2 separate regions of the Hordeum vulgare genome follow, and region 1 is linked to region 2. The links are chromatin contacts, called in public Hi-C maps. All regions are on one chromosome and are shown on one strand. The core of a region is the stretch at or near the end of the contact, and the rest is flanking DNA. Distances in the headings are between cores, read along the strand shown.

What was found. Hi-C and Micro-C count contacts between places; a contact is called where the count stands out from the background.
Region 1: a contact with region 2 is called in a Hi-C map of leaf, with 5 times the contacts expected there. The contact joins the enhancer-like site here to the promoter of LOC123427532 in region 2. A contact is called at or near these places in 3 of 6 Hi-C or Micro-C datasets (leaf and seedling).

The regions. Positions count from the first base shown.
Region 1 is chr2H:593,403,385-593,410,456 of MorexV3_pseudomolecules_assembly, reverse strand. No RefSeq gene overlaps it. Among protein-coding and RNA genes, the nearest start is that of LOC123427532, 67 kb to the right of the region's middle. Within about 2 kb of position 3,621, at least 2 of the 3 cell types and tissues checked have open chromatin away from gene starts, as enhancers often do. A contact at or near this core is called in leaf, where this site is marked.
Region 2 is chr2H:593,335,655-593,342,785 of MorexV3_pseudomolecules_assembly, reverse strand. It overlaps LOC123427532 (acyl-CoA thioesterase 2-like), which reads left to right and starts at 2,498. Exons shown (of 17, transcript XM_045111606.1): 1 at 2,498-2,688; 2 at 2,764-2,856; 3 at 3,381-3,448; 4 at 3,975-4,056; 5 at 4,209-4,255; 6 at 4,389-4,514; 7 at 5,004-5,081; 8 at 5,736-5,823; 9 at 6,013-6,125. The coding sequence starts at 2,673.

The DNA.
Region 1 (7,072 bases), core at 2,372-4,871, 67 kb before region 2:
AGCAGACTAAGGAATACAACAGTGGTGCTTAAAGTGCCATAAAGAAGAAAGTTTAAAGATACGCCATTTCTTCAGTGAAGATGGAGTAATCTGGGGGAGCATGTTGTATGACCTATACAACACCTGTTGTTAGCTCTACAAGGGATCTTGTGATACAGGTCCCTATAAAACCTATTGCCTTTTGGAAATGGGTGACTATAGAATTAATTGCCTCTTGCCTACTTGCTAGTGGTGATGTCAATCTACTACAGGAGGAGAAAATAAGTTCTTGTCCTCAAAGTTCAAAAGAATAAAAGGGGGTATTAGGAATGTCGCATGGACATGCTAAGAAAGATCTCTAAAGTATGCATACGAGAAAACCTACGCCTGTTCTTATAGTCAAGGGTAATGGAAGTGGAAACTATGGTGTTCCAAAAGTTAATAAGAAAAGATTGTAAACGGATATGGTACCATATGCTTCAGTTGTTGGAAGCTCAAGATATTACCCTGACACAGTTCACGTATATATCCGGGTTGTTTTGGCAATTTCCAGTCCATAGATTAATCAATGGAATGGAGTCAAAGATATCGGCCTCATGCTAAAAGAAATAAGTGCTCTCAAAAGATTGTGAGTACAAAGGCAGGACTTGTGAAATGTATAGCGAAATCCACAATTGTCGCTAACTTTCATACTCGGAGTTTTGTGTGAAAAATCTTCAAATGAGTAAAACGATTGTCATCAATGTGATGCAATGATATGTTATAGCTTGATATGAGGCTGAGGGACGGGCAACGTGGTTAAGGCTACCTGTACCCGGAGTGGATAATGGTTGACAACGGCGATTACCATTTTAAGTTCTTTCGCTCCTGTCACAACGAGTCAAGTGTTGATGCCAAACACACTGACAAGGAGTTACATGTTGTGAAGGAGAAAGTCCGGAATTATGGAAAAAAGCTTGAAAGCATAAAAGCGACAAACAAGTGTTTGCGGATCTGCTTATCAAAGGCTTACCGCCTAGTGCGTTCGGAGAACACACAGTCGACATGGGTTTTATGGTATAGTCTAAAATTTCCGGACAACAAAGGGCCCAAGGTTAAAGAATCTGTCTCAAAATAGAGAGGTACATTGTCGCTGTCTGATTCCATCGGCAATTGAGCCGTGACGATGAAACATGCCCTATGTATTGATCTGTTACGAAACGGATAAAGTTAAAAGTATATGATGAGATCAAGGGGGAGAATGTTAGGTTGATCTCTTTCCCCAACGGCCCATTGGACCTTGACTCACGCCCTGATCGGGGGCGTCCAGCCCAAGTAAGGCTGGTGGGCCCCTGTCGCGCAGTGCTATAAAGAGAAGGTGGGGACCATGGCACAAGACACGAGGTTCACCGCCACCACTGGTTCCCACTCTCAAACCCTAATCCGATCTAGAGGGATGCACTGAAGCGATGGGAAGTCCACCGCAGCCGTTACCGCATCTCTCTTTCATTCCCCACCGTCGTCATCACCTCACGACGGTCTCTGGAGGGAGCTCATCGAGTTCATCACAAGATAATTAATCCACCACATCATCCGAACACATCTAGCCTAAGATCCACGGGAAGACCGAAGGCTTGGCCTCAGCGACGAGCATCGTCGTCGTGTCCATGGACGGAGTGTAGGGCAATGTCGAGATTAACAGATTAACCGCGGACTACACCTCGATTACTATCAGAAGAAGGCAAGAAAAATACTAGGCATTAGAAAGCCTGTTGCAATCCATCGGTGTCCAGAAGAGATCAATCGATCCAGCTAGACTCACGTAGTAGTTCGTGCTTGTACATGAATGTGCGTGTGTGTCTTCCAGCGGAACCTCAATCCTCAGGCGGTGTTCATCGATTTCATCGTTGATAAAGAAGTTTGCGTCACTGTGCTCGTCGTTGCGTTTGCCGCGCGTGCCCAAACCCGCTGAACTGCAGCGAGAGGTGGCCATGACGGTAATGGCTACCTGCTCAAGCTAGTGTGCGGCGTCAAAAGCAGGGATAGTCGGGCTACAGCGAGATGGGATTCTGCCAGCTGTTATCCACACCCCGACACCTCCCGAGAAGCTTTTACCCTATTGCCATTGATGGAACTAAAGAGGAAAGGGAGCTGCAGGAGGGATATGGGAGCGAGGAAGAAGATGGTTCTAATGTGTTGCCCGTGCAATAGTGAGAAAGAGTTCCCGCTTAGGATTGTGCTTTTCCCGATGTGCCAAACACAACTAAGGTTAGGATAGATCAGGATCAAAAAGTTCTGGGTACAAACTTCAGGAATTTAAAGGTGAGGGTTCCTCTGCATCGACCTCTACAACCTCAGGGTTTATTTCATACTTTACTCCCGCCGGTCCACGTCGACCGTGGTTAGAGCATCTCTAGTAGAACCCTCAAACCCTTAAATCTAAAACCAGTTTTAAGGGTTGAAAATTACACATTTTTAACACTTTTAAGGGTTGAAAAACAGGGGTAAAGACTAGAACCCTCAAACCCAACCCTTATAACGAAATATTCCCGGGAGGCGGAGCGGCGGCCGGGGCGCAGTGGGCCGGCGGGGCGGCGGCCGGGGCGCGGTGGGCGGCGACCGAGATGCGGAGGGCGGCGGGGCGCGGAGAGGCGGCGGCCGGGGCGCGGGGGCGGCGGGGCGGCGACCGGAGCGCGGTGGGCAGCGGCCGAGATGCGGAGGGCGGCGGGGCAAGGAGGGCAGCGGCCGGGGCGCGAAGGGGCGGCGGGGCGACGACCGGGGCACGGAGGGAGCGCAGGACGGCGGCCGGCGCGGGGGGAGGCGGGGCGGCGGCCGGAGCGAGGGGCGGCGGCGGCCGAGGCAACTTCCTCGCACGTGCGGGGAACCAACTGCCTCCCGCGCGAAGTGGAAGTGGAGTACGGGTTGGGGGCTGTTTTCCCTCCCAACCCTTATTTCTACAGGTTGGGAAGGGATTTGAGGATTGGACCTCTAAATTTTTTTACAGGTTTAAGGGTTCTAGTCTACGCCGTTTTTTCGATGAAAACCGTAAAAAAAAAGGGTTATTTTTAAGGGTTTGAGGCTCTACTGGATATGCTCTTACGATGGCGATATGCAGTGGCCAACAGTGGTCTGTACTTTGCAGTGGCAGCACCCGTGCGGAGGCGCGGCCAATCCGGCGGTCCCGGTCGTTGGGTGTGCGCAGGCCAAGTTGCTCAAATCTCACGGGCCAATGGGGGTATTTTATCACCGATTTCCTGTCGGCTCGGCCAACAATGGATCTGCTGCTCACCGATTCCTACCTTTTGGCTGGTTCATTTGTCGCGGCCTCTGGTGGTTTTCGTTTGTTCGGGCACTAGGCCTCCGCGGCTCCACATGATCGCTGCCGACGTCGGACGTACTAGGTGCCTCGTCGTCGGGGTTCAATGTATTTGATTTGTAGGTGTTGACACCAGATTTTGACACTAGAAAAAAAAGAAGGACTGTGGCAAGATATTGTGAAAGCTAAATATCTTTAAAAAATCCTCAGTGGCTAAGGTCAAACAAAAAGCTAATGCATCTGCTCATCGAACCCGCCCAAAAAGATAATTGCTGAACCGCTCCTCGCCCTCGCTCTCGTGGTGCTCATCTGCAGTCGATTTATTAGGTGTAAACAGTTCAGTGTTCAGTGCGGACTACAGCATAAGAGCTACGAGGATCCATGAGCAGACTCACAACGACAGTCTTACCCGTCATTATTAAGGCTCAGAGTGATGCGGATCCGTGCTGTTCTTCAGCATCACCAGTCGTTTCGGTTTTGATTCCTTTCCTGTTTAACGGAAATCGACGGGAGCAAATCCGGTCCCGATCATTGCCTCTGCGCAGGCGAAGTTTCAACGACTCATAAGCCAATGGGGAATCTGGTATGTATAAATCGCTGTCGGACGGGCTGTAGCCTACGGTGGATCCGATGTTCAACGATTCGTACGTCCGCAAGTTGATTCATCAGCGCCTGGTGGTTTCTGTTTGTCGATGAGGCGCTACAGCTCCGGATGGTCGATGATGCAGACGCCGGTCGTCTCCAGGCGCATTTTCCTTCAGAAAGGAGGGCCGTAATCGACCTGTATTTGCCTTCATATTTTTGCCTGTGAAACTGTCACCTTTCACCTTACAGTTGTGCCTTCTGCCTTGGCAGGGTTTACTGAACTTGTTTTGTAAGGTCTTTGATTGCCTCTCGTTTGCTTTGCGCTGCACAGGTCTCTTCTTCACTTGTGCCAACGGAGATACTTTCATTTCTGCGATAAATAATTTTCCGATGAAGCGAGTATTTTTGAATCCATGTTAATTGTTAGAGGTGTGCTTCAGTATACCCTCCTCCTCCACAAACCAATAAAACGTAGAAGGAAACATATACCCATCTCGTATTATATATATTTTTTAGACTACAGACTGTCGTAGTTAATTACCCACTCGTCGCGGTGTTCATCAGCAGTTGATTTAGACCCATTCATCGGCATTTTCCTTGGTTCGATCAGACCACAGTTTGCCACATGTTCACTGGACTGCATCGCCATCGATCCTCGCCCTCGCTCTCGTGGTCTTCATCAGCAGTTGATTTAGACCCATTCATCTGCATTTTTCCTTGGTTCGATCAGACTACAGTTCTGACACTTGTTCACTGGACTGCATCGCCATCGATCCTCGCCCTCGCTCTCGTGGTGTTCATCTTCAGTTTCTTTGGTTCGGTCGGACAACAGTTCTGACACTTGTTCACATGACTGAAGCACCTCTCGCCCTCGCTCTTGCGGTAGTGTTCATCCGCAGTCGATTTAGGCTAGCCATAGTGGTGGTATCTTAGCTAGTAACATATACTTGAGAATAGCAAACATGCTGATGTGGCAGAGAATTAAAAAAGAAAGAGGAGGTTAGAGTAACATAGATAGATACCGTATCATGTTAAATGCAATGCTACTTTGTGTCATGCATGGTAATAAATAAGATCACCTCTGATACTAGTTTACGATACTATGCAATATAAAGGTAATATCATACAATAGTATGATATGCATGATACTACTATATGTTACTTCCTACTATGACCAGCCTTAGTTAGCAAAATCATTACTGTCTACTGTGCTTGGATGACATTAATGGAGAAGAGAAGCTCTATTTCCAAAAAAATAATAAGAGGAGGAAAATGAGTAGGGCATTTTGAAGCTCGGGCTTCATGGAGCCCTGTTTTTAAAAAAACCCAAAAATCATTAACTATCGTATTTTTTACATTTCAAAAAAAATCTTAAAAAAATATGGATATAAATAGAGGCATAACACACATGTGTGCAAATTTTTAAAACAAAATACGTTGAAAAACAAATTCATTCCAAACGTCCATGAGTTTGTTCTTTTTGCACAGATCGCATCTGAAGGTATTTAATCCTGGATTTTTGCACACATATAATTTCATCCTTGTGTGCTTGTATTTTTTTCAGATTTTTTTAAAACCAAAATTTGAACTTTGAATTTAAAAAAAATAAAGGGTGCCATGAGCCCGAGCTCCAAACGGCATTTTCGGATAAAAATAGTACAACTTTGTACTAATTTTGTATAATCAGCGACTTGGACGGAGGGAGTACTATTCTTCTTATTTTGACAGTACAGTAATTCTGAAGGAAACTGTCATCATTACGGTGGAAATAACACCACAGACAACTAGTTTATTCTTACCAACATTTGTACCATGTTTATCCATACACACGAATTAAAGTAGTTGGATACCACTCTCACTCTGGACAGGCATTTTCCGTCAGTTTGCAGATGTAGCCTCTGCCATCTTCAGTGAACTGAAATACTGAACTTAGCACGTGACCTTATTTTCCGTAGAATCGCATTATGGACCTATCTTAAGATGTTTTTGTTACCCTTCATGCACTAATCAACACAACCAAAAATCCGAACTGACAAAAAAGGCTTGACAATCCATATGCACTGCAATAGTTTTCATAATCCCCTAATGGATTTATTTCTATTTTTTCATGTTTGAACAATGGCAACTAAAATTACCAGCAGATTGCGAGTAAACAACCGGCAAGAGACATGTTATATCTGCAGCTGGTTTCGGCGCAACACTTGCAGAGCCATTTTAGTACCAAGAAAGATTACCTAGACAAGCGTATAGAGAACGCAGACCTGTGATTTAATTGCCTTGGAGGCTGGTTTGAACGCAGACATGTAATTAATTGCCTTGGACGCTGATCGACATTACCGTATATTGAACATCTGATGGCACTACAAATCCTGCTGCTGTAGTAGCTAAACGGTGTCCAGAAACTCTATGTGTGCACCGTGTTCAGAAAGACGGTTTGAATGTTTTGAGGCATTTCCTGAGGAGTGGAACATTACCCCTCCCAACCTGTCATGACCACTGCAACATGCATCTGCAAACCAATCTTGGACAACTATAACTTGACAACAAAAACAAAGAGCTAGCAAACAAGGCTCCATCCTATGGAACATTGGCCATCAAACAGCAACAAAGAAGCAATATGGAAAGTAAAACTAGCTTGACTGAAATATGAGTTACTCCTACCTGACAGCGGTAGTCTTTGGCTGAAATATTTTGCTACACAAAAATTCAGAGCAGATTAACATAAAAATCAACATCTATTATTACAGTCGGATATATTTGCGGTCAATCTCTTCTCCTGGAGCATGAAGAATTTCACTCTCATCGCTTGTAAAAGAAGCGCTTGAAGTTGAAATTCAGGTGCAAGATGCCCCTCTCGAAGGTGCACCTGAATCCCGCCTTGCGCGAGTACTCCCACTCCTTGTTCACGATCCTGAACGCCACGTCCTCGTACGGCGGCCCGGCGTGGAACTTGATGATGCAGGTCTCCCCGCTGTCCCCGTCCTCGTGGATGGTGTACTCCGGTGGCTTCGTGCCGGCGAGGTCGGGGTAGTGCACCACGAACTTATAGCCCTTGACGATCTTGGGCGGCGGCTGGTCATGGTCGTAGTGCACGCGGTTGTACTTGTTCCACTCGAACCCTGACCGCACCCGCGTGATGTACTTGGGCTTCCTCTGCTCTGGACCCGGCGGTGTCTGCGGCAATGCGACCGGGCAGAGCGCCTCCGACCCTTC
Region 2 (7,131 bases), core at 1,249-3,748:
GAACCCTCAAAACCCTTAAATCTAAAACCAGTTTTAAGGGTTGAGAATTGGCCATTTTTGACACTTTTAAGGGTTGAAAAACAGGGGCAAAGACTAGAACCCTCAAACCCAACCCTTATAACAGAATAAGGGTTGGGTTTGAGGGTTCTAGTCTTTGCCCCAACCCCAACCCTTACAACTGTCATTTCATATATCACACATTTCATCACATTTCATCATATGACATATCACAAATTCAATCACATTTGACATAAAATAATAATCATTCTAGTTATTATTACACCACCGAATAAAACAATAATCATTCAAATCATTACAACAATGTTTGAGAAAATTACAACAATTGTTCGAATCAAATAGGACATAGAAAAGTAAAACAAAGATACATCATGGGCCAATGCGCCGCCCATCCAAATGCCAGTGGTGCTCTACTAGATCATCCCGGAGCCGACCATGAGTGGTCCCATCCTCAATCTCATGATGTGCTTGAAGAAAAGCGTGTATGCGAGAAGGGTTTCTTTCCGGTTGCACACGGGTACCAACATTGTCATAGAAACAAGGGAGGTTTAACCCTCTCTCATCCTCTAGGATCATGTTGTGTAGAATCACACAACATTTCATGATGTTCATCAAGGTTTTTTTGCCCCAAAACCGAGCTGGACCCCGAACTATGGCAAACCTTGCTTGCAAAGCACCGAGAGCTCTCTCAATATCTTTGCGGGCTGCCTCTTGTGCCTTGGTGAAATGAGCCTGTTTTCTTGTTAAGGGCACCCCATTTTTCTCCTTGATGGACTTCACAAGAGTTGCCCATTCGGGATAGATGCCATCGGTGAGATAGTATCCCATTGAGTACTCATTGTTCATGATTTTGTAGTTGCAAGCTGGAGCATCCCCAGAAATTAATCTTTTGAACAAAGGAGATCTATTGAGGACATTGATATCATTGAGTGTTCCCCGAAACCCAAAGAATGCATGCCAAATCCATGTGTCCTCCGATGCTACGGCCTCAAGCACAATGGTAGCATCACGGCTTTTACCGCAATACATTCCCTGCCATGCCTTTGGGCAACTTTTCCACCTCCAATGCATGCAATCAAGACTACCAAGCATCCCCGTCCATCCCCTTTTTTCATTCATTTCCATTAATCTCTTTGTATCTTCCTCGTTTGGTGCCCGAAGATACTGCTCACCGTACAACCGGATGATCAACTTGGCAAACCTACGGACGGACTCCGTGGTTGTATCTTTCCCAATGCAAAGATACTCGTCGGTATAATCCGCGGGTATGCCATAAGCGAGTACCCACATTGCCGTCGATATCTTTTGATATGCACTAAACCCCATGATACCGGCGGCGGATCTACGACGTTTAAAATAATAGGAGGCAGCCTCACAATCAGTGACAATCTTCACAAACAAACTACGACGCATCTGGTACCTTATGCGAAAGAGACGAGGAGGGTATGTAGGTACCTCCGCGAAGTAGTCTTGCATCAAATGCTCGTGTCCGAGAGCGCGGTTCCGGTAGATGGTGAGTCGCCCCATCTTCGACCCTCTCCTCTGATCCATAAGCTTCACGCGGTCTTCAAACGCTTGCACGTCGTCGTCTTGCAACAGCTCGTCAATGTCCAAATCGTCGGATGACGACCAATCCGATGAATTTGACAACAAGTCCATCTACATACCAAGTGGCTACAATTAGTGCCAATGAAGCAAAAATTTAAAACTGAAAAAGTAAAAAAAAATCTCACCGGGGCGGGCGGGGACGGCCGGCCGAGGCGGGGCGCGGGCGGGCGGCGTTCGGGGCGGGGCAGGGACGCGGCCGGGGCGCGGAGGGCGGCGACGGGGGCGCGGAGGGGCGACGGCCGGGGCGCGGAGGGGCGGCGGCCGGAGCGCGGAGGGCGGCGGGCTGGCGGCAGCCGCTGCGGATTCCTCCCGCGCGGGGGAACCAACTTCCTCCCGCGCGATGTGGGAAAAAGAGTGCGGGTTAGGGGAGTTTTTCCTCCCAACCCTCACTTCTACAGGCTGGGAAGGGGGTTTGAGGGTTGGATCTCTAATTTTTTTTACGGGTTTAAGGCTTTAAGGGTTCTAATCTACGTCGTTTTTCCGATGAAAACTGTAAAAAAAACGGTTATTTTTAAGGATTTGAGGGTTTGAAGGTTTTACTAAAGATGATCTAACCTCTCCCTCTGCGTCTTTTGATTGCTGGCATCAACGCCTAAACAACGATTATCCGAGCATCAAACGGTTGAGGAAGATGCCCGACGAGATGAGCAATCCAATCCGGTAAATCGCACATGCTAAAACTATCCCATTACAGTTTGGGCCAGCGAGGGCAAATATATACTACGGAGTATATTCCTCTGGCCCACACGTCACTGAGAGAGCCCTCCAGCGACTCCAGCCCTGGCACGTACACCCGCCCGTCCACGCCTCCCACGTGTGGAAAGCAAGCACCACTCAGAAAAGAAAAGAAAAAACGCGTGGAAAGCAAGGGAAAAACCGGAGCAGGTATTTGTTCCTCTCGGCTCGTCCTCCCCACAGCTTCCGGACCCCTGCCAAATCCCAATCGCTTTTAAACTCGAGATATTATTGTCCGCCTTCCGGCGCGCAGCTGCTCCCGGTGCTGCTGTGCTGCTGCTCCCCCTCCCGCCCCGCCGACGCCTCCGCCGATGGACCGGGAAGAAGGTAAGGCAGCGGCGAGCCTGCCGGATTTGGGAGCGACTGTGGCTAATTCTGGGGACGATTCCCGTTGGTGTGCAGTGACGGAGTTCCTGGGCCAGGTGCCCCTCCTGCAGTGCCTCCCCGGCTCCTCCATCCGCAGGATCGCCGAGGCCGTCCAGGTCAAGCACTACGGTGAGTCAGAGTCGCGCGCCCCCTAGATCGATCGGTCCTAGTTCAGGCGAGCGCAGCCTGAATCTGGCTTCGGTTGGCTCAGAGTACTCTCTACTGTTACCCTACTGAATTACCGAAAGATGTTCATGTTCTCTGTGTCAGTCAGGGTGTCTGATGTGACTCCCATGATTTGTTCTTCACTGTGCTTATTTCTGTATGCTGCTCGCCGATTATGAGCGATTTACTAGGTTGCGCTGGCGTTGAGATCTGCATGGAAGTATAAAATGTTAACCATCGAGAGCAAATGCATGAACTACATACGGATGTATATAGACATTATTTAGAATATAGATTCGTTTGTTTTGCTTTGTATGTATGAATCTCTAAAAAAGACAAATATTTAGGAACCCAGGGAGTAGATGTTTAGCCCTTGACTCTTCAGTATATGCGCTTAACTGGAATGGTGGTGATTTTGTATTTCACTGATTGTGGTGTAGGATCAAAGTTGATTTGTGCATTTTGTTTTTCATGGTGGTATTTTGCAGAACCCAGTGATTATGTTGCTCGTGAAGGTGAACCAGTAGATGGTCTTTGCATCATACTGGATGGGCAGGTATTGGTTAGGCTAGTTCTTGCTTCACTTATTCACAGAGATACCTTTCTTTCGCAGAATGGCGGAGTTCATTATAAATTCATAATGCCGTTGTTCCCTATGAGAGGTCTTGACTACCACCTGAAAAACCAATACTATATCAGCAAATTTGAATGGGTCGTGTGCTTCATTTTCGGCATTACAGATAGAAGAACTTTTGTTGACCTACTTGTAGGCTTGTAAATAACTTTTTTCTATTTGTCGTCGATGCATCGAGAAGGAGGCTTTTTGCGGTTTCTCGAAACAGTAAAGCATAATTTGTTACAAGAACTATTTTCTTTCTAAGTTGCCGGGAAATCATTAAAGAAAAGAGTGTTGTTCAATTTCTATATCGTTGGTTATTTGCATTCATTCTCTGGGGGAAAGACTCAACCTGAGTTTTATAGTTCCGGACCTTCAGAGTAAAATTACTATCTCTCAGCAGCCAACAAAGTATTGCTCTATCAAAAAATTCTTTTACTTGAAAGACATTCTCACTATCTTGCAGGCTGAAGTTTCTGCTCCTGCAAACACAGAAGAAGCAAACCGTCCAGACTATGTGTTAAATAAGTATGACTACTTTGGTTATGGTAAGACATCTCTATACATGATTTTAGTTTTGTGACGGATTGTATCTAGTTTCATCATGTATGTCCATATTTTGCTTGAAAAGACTTAACAGTTTGTATTTCATGTATTTTTTTTGGATAACTCCTAATGTTTTTTTTTAATTGTTTTATAGGGACCAATAGTTCTGTACATCAAGTAAATGTTATTGCGGTAACAAAGGTATCATTTTCCATATTTCTGTTTTCTAACTTGACATTTATTTGCTTTAGGAGTTCTGTTTGCAATGATATTAGCTGATGGCTTTTCCAAATCCAATAGTTCGCTTTAGCTTATTGTTATTCATGTATCACAGCTGTCCTGCTTTGTATTGCCAAGTCAATACGGACATCTGCTGCAAACAAAGACAATTTGGAATGCAGAAGAAACACCTGAAAGCCATTCATTGATGGAACAAATTTTACATCTGGAGAAATTAGAGGTAAGTCCAGACAGATGTATGTTTATATCTATGATGTTTCTATTTTGTTAAGGCGGTATGTATCATGTCTCAGTTTGTTCACTGTACTGGAGGAATGATGATCAGACATACTAATTGCTTAAATTGTACTCCCTCCGTTCACAAATATAAGATGTTCTAACTTTTTTCTGAATCAGATGTATATAAAAACGTTTGTGTGTTTGTTCACTCATTTCAGTCCGTATGTAGTCCATATTGAAATATCCAAAACATCTTATATTTGTGAACGGAGGGAGTAACATTTATGCTATGTGTGCTAACTTTGATTTAATATCATGGTTGGCCATTGGATTTTATTTATGTTACCTAAACGAAAGAAATACAAGAGCAAATTTGGCAGTTTCAGATTTGCATCTCATGGTCTACAAGTTAAAGAGACAAGCATGCTATCATAATAGTTTACACTTTACTTACTGATCTTGCTTACCTTAATTCTAATCTATTTTGTAGGTTGATATCTTTCGTGGATTTACTTTGCCAGAAGCTCCAACTTTTAGGCAAGTTTTTGGAGGACAATTGATTGGGCAGGCATGTTTCAGCCACTCTCTTAGTTGCTGTCATCTATATCTGCCAACTGCATGTATTTGACTGCCTCATTTCTGTAGTTCCTATATTTAAGTATGAACATGTGAATCGCCGAGTCAATGCTAAAAGGAAGCTTCTTAAGCATGCTTCTGAATCCTCTCAACTTTTAGAAACATATAGTTCACATGTATGAATATATCCACAAGCAACAATTCAGTAACAGATATACATCTTATGTTTAAATAATGCAATCAACTTTCTTCAAGATTGCTCTGTTGCATTGTTGTTGGCGATGTTTATCCTTCTGGTATTATCTTTCATGATGTGTTATCAACCTTATTGCTAATTAGCTTCTTCAATGAAATTAAGTGATAAAAAGTAGGTCACATAAAGGCCCCTTTTGATGTTCACTCAAGATATCAAATGGTAGTCAGTTTTGCAGTGTCAGTTGCCCTAATATACTTCTAAAACAATGTATTGACCTTATTCTGATTTAATTATTTGTGTTTGGTAAAAAAACACTGCTTGCTCAGTGGTTATCATAACTCACTCCCTACACTCCCATATAAGAGGAAAAACATTTACTATAAAGGGGGTAGAATAAAAGCTTTGCACATCATTGCCAATGGTTTTCACTCTGTCTTAACCTTCATGCAGGCACTAGCAGCAGCATCCAAGACTGTTGATTGCTTGAAACTTGTGCATAGTCTGCATGCAATTTTTCTAATAGCAGGAGATAATGATAGTAAGAATATTTAAACTTTGTGTTCATTTTGTCCATAACAGGTGGTCAAGCAGAAACTAAAGCCCTGTTCTGTACTCGTATTAATGCCCTGTTCTGTAATTATCTATTTGAGTTTTGATAATTAATGCATTATCCTTTTGTTAAAAAAAACTATGTTTATGCCTGTCTTTGTTATGTCATCTGCTGTAGTGCCAATAATATATCAAGTACATCGGGAGCGTGATGGAACCAGCTTTGCCACCAGAAAAGTGGAGGCAAAGCAGAAAGGCCTTGTTATGTTCACTTTAATTGTTTCTTTCCAGGTGATTATCCTTAAAGTTGCATAAATAATTATAGCAGAATTGTTATGCAAGTTTTATTTATTTTTAACACTCCCAGTGATATAACCAGGGGAAGCATGTGCCTTGTTAATGTTGAGAATGTATTAGATAATAGCTCAAACGACAGTTTTGTACCTAGTAGCTTCCGAAATGTTGTGTCAAATGGTTGTTCCTTCATTTATTTTAATGTTTAACCCACTAAATATATCCTCTGTCCAAAATCTTCTGCACAAAAAATGAAAAAAAGGAGTACCAGACTGAACACAGAATTGTGTTCGGCATCTCAATACTAGGCTCATATGTTCCGAAGAGCTTTCCATGATAATCAAATCAAGCATGAACGGACATACTATACAAAGTTTTAAGTTCTTAAATTTAAACACAGAGTTCTATCTGCTGCCAACAGATCAATGCATTTCTTTTCCCAAACATCAATCAGCATATATATCAAAGTGAAGTAGTAATAAATTTGTCCAAGAGTACAACTAGCGAAATGATACTACTGGGCGATACATGGGAGGATCAGTCTCTCTAAATTAACCTACTAGACAAAGAAGAAAGGGTGTCTATGGTAGAGGCTAGGGTTCTACCAGGTCTCGGACGTAGGTTGTAGGGGTGGAAGTGCGGGCTGCGAGGTTGGGGACGCCGGCGCCGGCGGCGGGGCGCCGTCGCGGCGGGAGAGAGAGAGAGAGACGGCTAGGGTTTGGGGCTCTCGTCTCCTGAGGGAGACGACAACAGAATATACTGTTTATTGTCTGATTAATATCGAAGGGGTACATGTGTTTATAAAGGAGGACAGCCTCCACTAAACCCTAGATAACTTGGACTCTAACTTGGACTCTAATATAACTTGGACTTCTAAGATAGGTAAGATAACTTGGGCTAAGCCCGTAATTAACCCTGCCCATTGGGCCTCCTCCGTTGGTACGTTGTACCGGTCATAACATCTCTCCCCGCCTTCTCAAACAGCTCGTCCTCGAGCTGAACA